2 separate regions of the Oryctolagus cuniculus genome follow, and region 2 is linked to region 1. The links are chromatin contacts, called in public Hi-C maps. All regions are on one chromosome and are shown on one strand. The core of a region is the stretch at or near the end of the contact, and the rest is flanking DNA. Distances in the headings are between cores, read along the strand shown.

What was found. A called contact is a pair of places that touch in the nucleus more often than the background predicts.
Region 2: a contact with region 1 is called in a Hi-C map of an unstated tissue, with 2.9 times the contacts expected there. The contact joins the enhancer-like site here to the promoter of TCF4 in region 1. A contact is called at or near these places in 3 of 6 Hi-C or Micro-C datasets (ear pinna, psoas muscle and an unstated tissue).

What each region holds. Positions count from the first base shown.
Region 1 is chr10:22,697,340-22,703,099 of mOryCun1.1, forward strand. It overlaps TCF4 (transcription factor 4), which reads left to right and starts at 4,191. Exons shown (of 19, transcript XM_051851926.2): 1 at 4,191-4,759.
Region 2 is chr10:23,065,291-23,071,582 of mOryCun1.1, forward strand. The region is part of intron 14 of TCF4 (transcription factor 4); the gene reads left to right. Among named protein-coding and RNA genes, the nearest start is that of CCDC68, 270 kb to the right of the region's middle. Within about 2 kb of position 4,026, at least 3 of the 8 cell types and tissues checked have an H3K27ac peak or open chromatin away from gene starts, as enhancers often do. A contact at or near this core is called in ear pinna, where this site is marked.

The sequences.
Region 1 (5,760 bases), core at 2,941-5,440:
TGTATAGTTATATTCACTTGATATTGCAGCCTAAAAAGATGCTGGGACAGCCCTCCCTTTTGCACACGTCTGCCACAGACTGCATCTTACTTGCTGTGACTTAGCCATTCAATCAACACTGACCTTGACATTTATATCATTCTGATTTCTTTGCCTACTTTTTTATTTTTGGCCTCAGGTCCTTAGTGAAGAGATGCTGACATAAAATAGATGTTCAAAAATTACTTGATGACTTTTTGGATGAATTTCTTTAGAGCATCAGAGAGCTGATTTTTTGTTTGTGGCTTGCTTTTGGATTTAACCTAGGCAGGACTCGGGGAGAGGAAACTGGATGGGCTTTTGAGGAGAATGGTGTGGTGCCTGGATTGGCACTCAGTTGCAGAAGGGCTGCTTCTGGCTATACCACTCATTGGTGACATGATTTTGCATAAGTCATCCATTTGAGCCTTGACATCCTCAACTGAGAATGCAGGTTTTGGTACTAATATGTTTCAATGACTTTTTTCCCCTTAAGGATTCACCGGGTATCACTCTTTGCTACCCCTTCTGTAATCCCATGAACTCAGTGTATGCAATAATGATGCCTTCCTTGATAGGTTTTTCATTTTCAAAGCTCTTTCATACACTTTCTCATTTGGTTTTAACCAGTCATAAAAGGTGTGTAAGAAATGTATATATATTTTTAACATCTGAGATGTGAAACTTGCCCAAAATCAAGAAAAGAAAGTAACATTTGTGTGCACCTTACTGACTGTAGGTGGCAGAATGAATTAGATAGGCTCTCTGCCATGTAGGAAGGAAATCGATTGTTTCTCCTCTAGAACAGCGTCTATATACATACATATGTATATATATATATATATATTAGCAATGGTTTTGGCAACATTGAAATTTTTAAAGTACTTTTTTCTTGTTAAATACTTGAGCTGTAGAATCAGAAATGTACTCAGGTGAGCTCAGCTGGGGAAGGGGAACACTGCAGGAGCTAGCTGGCTCACAGTAATTGGGAAAATATCTGCAGGCATTTCTTCCTAGAACTTGTTTGCTTGCTGTTCTCCAACTCCCAAGACCTTCTCTCTTATCTGAAGAGCAGTTTCCTCTGCTTACTCATAGTTCTTGTTTCCCTAATAGCCGTGGCTGTCACATGGTGTGGCTTCCTGGCACTGGCATCGGCCACCTGATTCCAAGACATGTCCAATCCATCACTCACCATAGACCAATGTCCATCTCTTCCTCTTATCACTCCTGTGGTCCAATCTGCTGGGGCTGGAAGGCAGGATAGGAAGGAGATGTGCGGCAACACATCAAGTTCTACCTTGCTATGGACTAAGTGTTAGGGCCCTCCTCCGTGCCCCCATTCATATGCTGAAGCCCTAACTTCCTGGTAGCAGGAAATGGGGTCTCTGGGAGGAAGTTGGTTTGAGATGAAGTCATGAGGGTGAAGCCCCCATGATGACATTAATATTCTTACAAGATGAGAGACCTGAGTGCTCTCTGTTTCTCCCATGTGAAGATAAAGTGAGAAGTCAGTCAAATGCAAGTCAAGAAGAGAGTACTTCCCAGAACCCAACCACACCAGCCTTTGATCTCAGACTCCCCAGCCTCCAGGACTATGAAAACAAATGTCTGCTCTTTCAGTCACCCAGTGTATGGTGTTCTGTTACAGCAGCCCCAGCTGACTGGGGCATACCTCTCTGTCAGCATCCAGGCAGGTTACAAGGCAGGGGAATCTGTAGATGAAACAAGGCACTCCAAAACATATCTGGTACTTTTTTTTTTTAATTTAAATTTCACAGGGTCCTTTTAAGGCTCTCTAAAAAGCCTCCAGTCCCCACATGTATATTAGAAAGTATCTATTCTCTGACAGCTCAAGAAAAGAACAAAGCCCACATTTATTCCTTAATTTAAAAGAGAAGTGTAGTTACATGGCTGATTGTGGGGTCAAAAAATCAGTCATTGAGTAAAAAGTTACTAGACTGGTAATTGGGAATCCTTAGACCCAAAACCTGATCCTACCACTGATTTCTCTGTAGAATCATTTATTGCCTTTGAAATTCAGAGGAAGGGGGAATCTTAAAAACCTAAAAGTGAAAAGGGACTTCATGGGATTATCTAATCTATACTCTGCATTTTACAGCAAAAGTCATTGACATTGAGCCTTAGGTCACAGAGCTGATTAGAGGTAGAGCCAAGGGAACTTTTCTCTCAAGCCAACATTTGTGATCTTTTCATCACATCATTTTAGTAGGGTCTGCAGAGAGGTTTTATGTGGAGAACCACAGATAATGCTTGTGATAACACGGAGTCAAGTGGTACCTAAATGTAAAATACTATTTTAAGATGAGAACATGGAATCTTCACAACGTGTGAATGGAGAGGAAAACAATCTGCAAATGCCCTAATTCTTTTTCTGTAAAAACTTACACATAAAGAAAAGATCCTGAAAATTGATCTCAACTGTTATTGCCACACATTTTTGACATAATTGGAGATTAGGATGTTCCCATTGACAGATGGCATGAAGGAACGTGGAAGTTAAAGTGGACTCTGATGACAGACTGCCTGGTTTCAGAGATGGGCTCCTTCATAATAGTGATGGTTGTGACTTCAGCAAGTTTGTCTCAGTTACTAAACTGCTGCCTTGGGTCAAGCTACTCCATTTTACTTGGTTCTGTTTTTCTTAATGTTAAGAGAGTAGTTACCCCCTTCACAGAGTCATTCTCAGGATTAAAATGGCCAATATTTATGAAATTCTTAGCACAATGTTTGGCACACATGAAACACACTCTCTGTTACTTGTTATCACTGGCTTTTTCCTGTTGGGAGACGTAAAGACTGTTCTATTAAAATAAGGAATCCTCCATTTAAAGTTCTGTTGGCTAGATTAGAGATATTAGTTCATCAAACTGTTAGAGATGGAAAGAAATCTATTTTTTAGTAAGTGGCAAGTTTTAAAGTTTTATTTTTTTATTTTTAAAGATTTATTTATTTGAAAAGCAGAGTTAGAAAGTCAAGGAGACACAAATATCTTCCACCGGCTGGTTCACTCCACGAATGGCTTCAAAGGATGGGTTTGGGACAACCCAAGATAGAAGCCTGGCCCTCCATCCCAGTTTCCCACATTGCTATTGGGGCCCAAGTAGTTGAGTCTTCTGTGGCTGCCTTCCCAGGAGCATTAGTAAGGAGCTGTATTAGAAGTGGTAGCTTAACCCACTGCCCCACAACCACGGCCTTTTGTTTTGGTGTTCAAGGTTTGCTTATTTCCTCGACAGAGAGCGTGAGCCCAGCTGTGGTTCACTCCCTACAGGGCCCCAACGGAAGGGGCAGGACAAGCCCAAACCAGCAACCAGCAACTCCATCTGGGTCTCTGGACCATCTTGGCTGCTTTCCCAGGAGCCTCAGCAGGGAGCTGGGTCGGAAGTGGAGCAGCCAGTGTTGGGAAGTGCTCTGAAATGGGATGTCCACGTCGCCGGCAGTGGCTTAACCACTGCGCCGCAGGGTATGCCTGTAAATACTGAAGTGATTCCAGCGTTATCCACGTCCTGTGCAAAATTCGTAAAGTGGGCTTTGCTATTTGCGTCTGACCAGAAAACAACCTCCAGAAGGTAACTGCTTGGCCAGAACTGTCAGTTGAGTCAGTCATGCCTTGTGGTATAAAGTCGATCTGAGTGTACAAAGCAATCAATCAATGTCTTCTCCAAGTGACCACTTCCCGGACTGACCAAGTTCTCACGCCTATAGAAAGTGGGGGCGGGGGCGGCGGCGGCCGGGAGGGACCCCTTGCCGCTCGAGCCTCGCCACGGAACCCGCTCCACACCGCAGAAGATCCCGGGCTCGGGTTTGCGGTTGGGGAGGCCGCCGCGGCCTCTTCCGAGCCTTCCTCAGGTTGGGGGGGGTCGGGGGATTTGATTCCCCCGCGTTAAGTCTGTGGAGTTTAATTCGTGTATTTATTCAGGAACTACACTTTCGTGTCAAAGAGCAGGGACGGCCAAGGAACCGGAGCAGCACGAAGCGCGCGCAGGAGGGCCAGGCCGGCCGTCGACGCCGGCACCGAGCACTCTCTGCGCCGCTCCACGCGCGACGGACCCCGTCGCCCGCCGGCGCTCCCGGAGGAGGCGTGGCCGGCGCGCGCCGCCATCTTGGCGGCCTCTCTAGGCCATCTGTTTACCACTCTATGGTCGCCCGCTCCCGCCCCGCCCCTCCCCAGTCATTGTCTGGAGGAGCAGCCGCGGCCGCAGCGCCTTCTCTTTATAAGCCCGCAGTGCCCGGATGTGAATGGATTACAATGTATCTTTCAGGGAAACCTATTATTATCAATGTGACTCCACGGGGGAGTCAATGGTGATGAGGAGGAGGAGGAGGATGATGATGAGACACCTCTAAACTTGGAGCAAGTTTAAGACTTTCTAAGAGGAGAAGAAAAAACACCCACCAACGAGATTTGTTTGAGGAACAATTCTAACTACCCAGTGTTGATTTTTTTTTATAAACCATAAGAAAAAGTTGTTGGATTTTTTTTAATGAATTCTTTTTTTGGGGAGGGCATTTTGTTGCAGTTTTATGGTGGAAAATGCAAAAAGCAGAGCCAGGTGCATGATCCTGTAATCTGTGGATATCCCTGGAGCAGGACTGAGTACCAGTTAAAATACTTTTTTGGGGGATACACATGTGAGATACTAAGTACTTGCAGAAGATTTTTGTCTCTCTTTTTAAAGTCTTTTTCCTTGGAATATTGTGAACATATTTGTGGCCACTTAAGGTAACGTTACTATTTGCTGTCAGAGTAAACTGTTTGTAATTGAATTGAATTTTTAAAATGTCGATCCCAGTGTTTTATGAAAACAAAAGGAACAACCTATGGAATAATCGCCAGTGGGAAAAAGTGTGTGCATGCATCTTGTGTGTGTGCTCGCTCCTCTAGCGATTCCAGGGTGTGTGGAGTGTGCTAGCACACGTTGGAATAACTATGTTGCCTAGGCTGGATAAAGCACGCTTGTTACTACCAGACGATAGGACGGTGAAGCTGGATTTTTATCCTGAAAAGTGATGTGGAAAAGTATGTTTTAGGAGCATGCAGGGCCTATGATGTGAAATGTGGAATTAAAAAACAGCGCGGGCGAATGGGGACTTCGCGTGCCTAGGAACTCAAGTGTGAAAACAAAACAACATCCATCCCCCCAAATTGCCTTTTTTTTTTTTTCCTCTTCTTGCGAAGTTTTTAGCCGTACTATTCTGTGAGTCCAAAGGGAGGGGGAATAGAGTGGGCAATGCAGGGCTCGCCCCCGACGCAGAACTACCCGGACGGAGGTCTCCCCGGCCAAATGCGGCTGGGTTTCTCTGTGGAAAGGGAAAATACGGTTGCTCTTGGCAAAGTCTTTTCGCATCACGTGTATCGCAGCCTGGTATAAACTTGCTTTGCCGTGTGTGGCCGTGCGAGCGCGAGGGGACGGGAGTGGGGGCGAGGGCGGGATGTGAACTCGAACACATTTCAAAGTGGCTCCGAGGGATGGAACGGGCCAGCGCCGACCTGGGCAGGCTGCAGACCGTAACCGAAAAATGAGGTGCTCCGCGAATTTTCGTTCGTGTTTTTTGGCGAGGCGGGGGAGGCGCTGAGCCGCCCCCCGGCCCCGGGGGTGGGGGGCCGCGTCCGGACCCCGAGCGAGCCCGCGTCGCCCCGCCGGAGCCCCCCCACCCATTTCTTTGCTGAACTTGCAATTCCGTGCGCCTCGGCGTGTTTCCCCCTCCCCCCCTGCGCTCGTC
Region 2 (6,292 bases), core at 2,776-5,275, 370 kb after region 1:
TGCTACTGTGGCTTAGCTAATAGAACCCCAGAGAACTCAGTTTCCCTTGGCTCCCTGCAACAAGATGCAGTTAGCTCTGCCAATGGGCTAATGAGAAGAGCGTCGTGGAGACTGATGTGGTATTCTGGTGGCATTTACTGGTAGGCAGTCACAAGAACAGCAGACCTCCTTGCTCCTTCTTGTAGACCTCCAACAAAGGGATGATCAGTCTAGGCATCGTCTTCCATGTCACTCCTCGGATTTCCACAGATTCGCAATGCCATCCTAGAGTGCCAAGTGCATTTGAGCACATATATCTAAGCAGTTATTGCTATAACATCTCAGGGACCTCCGAGATCATCTCCATCCCAATCCGCTACAAATTGCCTGCCAAGCAGTCAATAAGCTTCTGTCAGCCTCCTTCCTGCAGGTGTGAGTCCCTCCAAACACCCAGAAAGTCTGTTTCTATCAGGTATTTGACAATTCTTCATATGTCCAGCTCCAGTTTGCTTCTCTGCTTAGTCCTTATTGTTCTCCCCCAAACCCAACCCAGCAGACACTGGCAAAACGTTGAGCTACTGAAGATGGTATATTCAGGGGCACTTTTTTTTTTTTTTTGGGCTAAATATCTGTTTCTTCAATTACTGACCCTAGAAAATGTTTTGACTCTCCATGATGAGCCTTGTGACTTTTTGGTACATTCTGCATAATTTATCAAAGTTTTCCCCACTCCAAAGGACCTTTATTGTGTTTAGCCTAAAACTGAACACAGTGCTCTAGAAATCTCCAGGGTGAATAAGGGTGGGTATACTACTTCCTCCATTCATTACATTATATCTTCACTAAGGGCACCCAACAAAATCTTATTTGCTGTTGTTAAAGCCTCATCATTCTGCTGACATACTGACCTTGTAATCAGCTAAAATCTATAAACCACAAGTCTCTCAGCTATCCTTGTACACTTTTTATTGTACCTGTGCGAAATTCCCCATAACCCCCTTGAACTTCATGGTACAGATTTCAATCTGTTAGTCTAAAGGTCTACACTGGGTCCCCATTCCGTCACATCCTCTGTCAGCTGTGTTGTTAACGAATGTGCTGGGTGCCAGTCATGTCCACATCAAAGCCAGTAATGAAAATGTTGAGCCATGATGCTCAGCACCACAGACATTCCACTGCTTCATACCCCAAATGGCCACAACAGCTGAAGCTGGGCCGAACCGAAGCCAGGAGCCAGGAGCTTCTTCCGGGTCCCCCACATTGGTGCAGGTGCCTAAGCACTAGGCATTCCCAGGTGCATTAGCAGGGAGCTGGGTGGGAAGTGGGGCAGCCAGGAATCTAGCCAGCACCAGTATGGGATGTCAGCACTGCAGGCAGCGGCTTTACCTACTAAGCCACTGTGCTGGACTCCAGAACTCTTAAATAGCCTGAAGGGTAGAATTTCACTCCAGATCTTAGTCCTCAGCATCATATTACAATGCCTACTATATTGGTGGGATTTTTTTTTTTTAAATTAGGATAGTTGCCTATTTCTTGTCCACCATCTCTTCAATTATCCTAATTGCTAATCTCCTCAATTATCAGATATTTTTCTCTTTTAAAGATCTATTTATTTATTTGAAAGAGTTACAGAGAGAGGAGAGAGACAGGGAGAAAGAGAGTGAGCGTTCACTTCCCAGATGGCCGTAGCAGCCAGAGCTGCACCAGGCTGAAGCCAGGAGCTCCTTCTTGGTCTCCCAGGTGGGTGGCCGTGGCCCAAAAATTTGGGCTGACTCCCGCTGCTTTTCCCAGGTCATTAGCAGGGAGCTGGATCAAACATGGAACAGCTAGGATTCGAACTAACACCCATATGGGATGCAGGCATCAAGGGCAGCAGCTTCACCTGCTATGTCGCAATGCCAGCCCCTATCAAATATTTATAAGAGCATTAGCAACCTCAACTCAAAGTTTTTCATTCATACTAATATTGTACCTTTTTTTAAAAAAACAGAAAACTTAAAGAAAAAAATAGAGGGAAACTGTTTTAGCCAATTTGATACTTTAGCATTATTTTAAAGAAAAAATCAAAATGTTTTGAAGACAGTGGTAGTAGTGACGCTCAGCACAGCCCCTGAGTTAAGTGGTTAGGACACCATGCACACCCAGATCTCACATCAGTGGGCCTCAGCTGGATGTATCCCCATCTCCTTCCCCACCCCCTCTACCTATTGGCTCTACATTCTGGCCATGTGACAGAGAAACAGTCAATCTGCCTTGGGTGTCTACCCCCAAGCCTTAGTCTCTGTATGCCAGTTTTCTCATTTTCCCCACTAAAGTACGTATTCAGTATCCTGGAGCCATGAACTTTAAATGAATGAATAAGAAAAACCTTGTTTTCCTAATTTTAAAATATATACATAGAGGGGCTGGCACTGTGGCATAGCAGGTAAAGCTGCTGCCTGCAGTGCCAGCATCCCATATGGACTCTGGTTCGAGTCCCAGCTGCTCCACTGCTAATCCAGCTCTCTAGTGTAGCCTGGGAAAGCAGAAGAGGATGATTGGAGTACTTGGGTCCCCATCCACATGGGAGACCTGGAAGAAGCTCCTGGCTCCCGGCTTTGGATAGCCCAGCTCCAGCCGTTGCAGTCATCTGGGGAGTGAACCAGCAGATGGAAGACGTCTCTGCCTCTCTGTAACTCTGCCTTTCAAATAAATAAATAAATCTTTAAAAAATAAAAATAAAATATATGCATAAAATACATATTTGAAACAGACCCCTCCAAGAATAACTACATAATATTTCTGTATTGTTTTCTTCCTACATTGAGGGAGGGATAAGCAGATACATTTGTAATACCCTGGTAATCATTTTTTTAACTGAATTTTTATTGGATGCAAAGACCCAATAATAAACTTCTCATGGCTTGGAATAGGCATAACCCTTGCATTTAAAAAATGTAATATTCCCTTTGTTTTCTCTGTATAATAGATTTGTTTTCTCAATATAGTAGATTTTCGAGGGAGAAGAGTATTGTATGTATTAGAAAATGCACATGTGTTCAGTCACTCATTCTGCATCTGCTATACTTCCGAGACCATCACAGATGCATAAATGTGCAAGAAAAAGTCTCTCATCTTATAGGCCTTTTATCCTGGTCGGGTAATAGTACAGTATATGTCTAATTATAATGCAAGAGAATTACTCAGTGACCTAACCAGTGATTCAGACAGCTAGGAAAAGCTTCTTAGAGAATGTGTCATTGTATCATTGACCTTCTATTAGTGTCTATGTAGAATTTCAGCAGTAAGAGATACATAGAAAAGGCATTGCAGAGCCATAGAATAAACATGATTTAAAAAAAAAATGAAAATAAAGGCTGTAATGTGCCCAAATAGAAGTAAGAGATGTGCCTGATGAGTCTGTCTGTCGCAGCTCCCAGCTAAGGCTGCACTGGGAGAAAGCCACTCCTCCACAGCACCGCAGTTCCAGCAATTGGCTCGGATATTGCACATGAGAGTCCACAGGAAGAGCGAGTCTTCGTGTGTATTTTTTATGTCCAAATTAAATTAACTCATGGAATTTTCCACCCTTAGGAATTAAAGTAGCAGCTCATGAAGTAATTCAGTTATGTCATTCATACCAAAACAGAAAATACTGGAGCAACTTGGCACTGTTTAAAAGCCAAGATTAGGCCTTGGCCATTTTGTATTTTTTTCAGATTCTGTGGCCGTTGTGTTATTTTAACTTTTATTGTGGCTGTAAATTCTTCAAATCAAAAATATCTTAATTGCTTAGAAAGCACGAGTGTAAACTGGACTCGTCCTAAAAAGAGGATTCAGGCGGGGCAGCCTCAGAAGTGAGGGTTGAAAGATAGAGTATCACATTTTCTGTAGCACGAGGGCTTTCTGTATCTAACTGGTTGACATTCACAGTTGTACGTAATTATAGCTTCCTCTGTCTCCATAAATCATTGCAGAACTGCAAAGTTGAGTTTAACCAAAAGATCTGGCCGGTATTAGTTAAGTGACATCTTGGGGGAAGCATTGTCCTGATACAATAGCCACATTCGTTTCAAAGCACTTAATTGGACATATTGTCAAAAACTACAGTATTGAATTTCCACATTTTAATTTTGCATTTGCCTTCTCCCCAGCTTCTGCACATGGACGGGTCTCGTTTGGAACTGAAAGTGTGTGAAAGTTATTGGAGAATGGTAGTCTCTGGGTAATGTTTCTGTAAGCTGCCCAAATTTTCCCCCTGTAGTCTAGATGGGAAACAGCTGGGTTTTGTTTAAAAAGCTGTTTTGTGAAATATCTGAATCTTGAGATGCAGAACTGAGGTCACTGTTAAAGCAGGTGCTCTTGAACAAGTGAGAAAGGACTCAAGGGGCCCATCAGCCCTGTAGTCTTCTACAGGGTACTTCCTTTTAGAAAAAAAGGTATTGACGCTTGCACCTTTATTTAGGACAGACACCGATATAAGTAATTGCATTAGCAATGCTGTTAGAAATTGGTATCTTTGATCATTGTCAGCCCTTGAATGCGAGCTTAGCCACATACAAAACAAAGCAAAATGGTCATTCCCCTCACAAAGCTTCCAGCTGAGGGTCCACGCACTGGTCTTCTTGGGAGATTAGAATTGCTTGCATTTCCTCTTTAGACATAACAACAGGAAGAGAACGAGAGCTACCCTTTCAACTAAATAGGGCCTCAGCTGACCGTGTCTTCCGAGCTCTTCAATGCAGTCTAAGGAAAAGGGAGAAAAGAACTGTGACTTGGCAAGACCGGTCCCCAAGCAGTTCTGAGAAAAGCAGTGCAAGAAACATGTGGAAGCACTAAAGTGCAGTGCACGTCAGGTATCCACTCGTCTGAAGATGAAAGGAGGTTAGCCTCCTCCCCCGGGAGCTGGAGGTTATTAGCAGCTGTTTATCCAGTCGGGAATCGAGATTAACATTGCAATTTTTTTTTTAAGAACCAGAAGAAAATTTGTTTGGGAAGTTGGCTCTTCATATCAAGTAACTGTGCACTGCCAAAAAAAACTTCCTTTCTCAGAACTCATGTCCTAGAGTTGAGCAATGTTATGATTCTCTGAGAAACCCTGGATTACCCAAAAGTCTATCTCCATTAAGTAAAACAGAGGGGAGCGAAGAAAGGGATGGATGCTTGCCATTGACACACTCCACTCTGTTCTTCCCAAGGTGGACCTTGCTGTTCGGTGTGTTACCTGTCCTTCAGCCTGAGCCTTGGGGGGACGTTCTGCCCCTACTCCTCCATCCTGCTTGGTCTCTGCCACTCTGAGGCTTACTCACATGGGCTTGGTCTGTGCCTATTGCTGTGAATGTCTGCAGGAGATGCAGGAGCTGCTTCCTACTCTATAATATTTTATTGCACCTTTCCGTATCCCCCCCAAAAGAAAAGTTGGATATTGGGGGTTTTCCCCCTGATTTAATGATACTCTTAATGTCATTTTCTTTTATTAAATCCTTTCTTTTGCTTTTGATCTTATTTATAGCAGAGCCACTGGTCATATGGAAGCTATTATTGTATAGCAGGGAGATGAAAGACTTCACTGCAGTTAAATAAGAGTGAATCATTGGGGCCAGTAATGCACACATACAGTGAGGTACCATTTGTGTCCACAGCGCCCTGTGTTGTTCACTTTGTAGGAAAGCCATTGAGATTTATAAAGGGCTTTTCCAAAATCTACATTTGGTCAGAAATATGTATTCTGACAACATGGAAACACATGTTAGTACATAGTCCTTAGCTGCTTGTGTCTTCATACACACACAGTTACTTAAAGAATGCTACTTATTGATGGAAAAACAAATTTTCATTTGCAATTGAGATGTTTATTAGTGTTATATGTCAATTTTTAAAATATGCATCTAGGAGTGCATATTTGGTGAAGTGGTCGGGATGCTGCTTGGAATATTCATATCCCATACCCGAGTGTCTAGGTTCAACTTCTAGCTCTGCTTCCAATCTAGCTTCCTGTTAATTTGCACCCTGGGAGGCAGCAAGTCATGGCCCAAGTACTTGTCCCTGTGACCCACATGTGAAGCCTGGATTGAGGGCTTGCATCCTGATGTTGGCCCAGCCTGGCTCCAGATGTTGCAAATGAAAAGTCTCTCTGCTTCTTTATGTAAAAATGCCACCTTCTTCCTGTAGCAGTCTTTGGCTTCCCAATCAAATATAATTTCATCACCCTTTCATACCCTACATAACCTTGTATTCTTTGTGGCATTCATCTTATTTTATCCTCTGTAGAAATTATATCATCCCATCATTAAATGTAAGTACCTGTAGAATATTAGGTGTCTCTCTTCTTTAG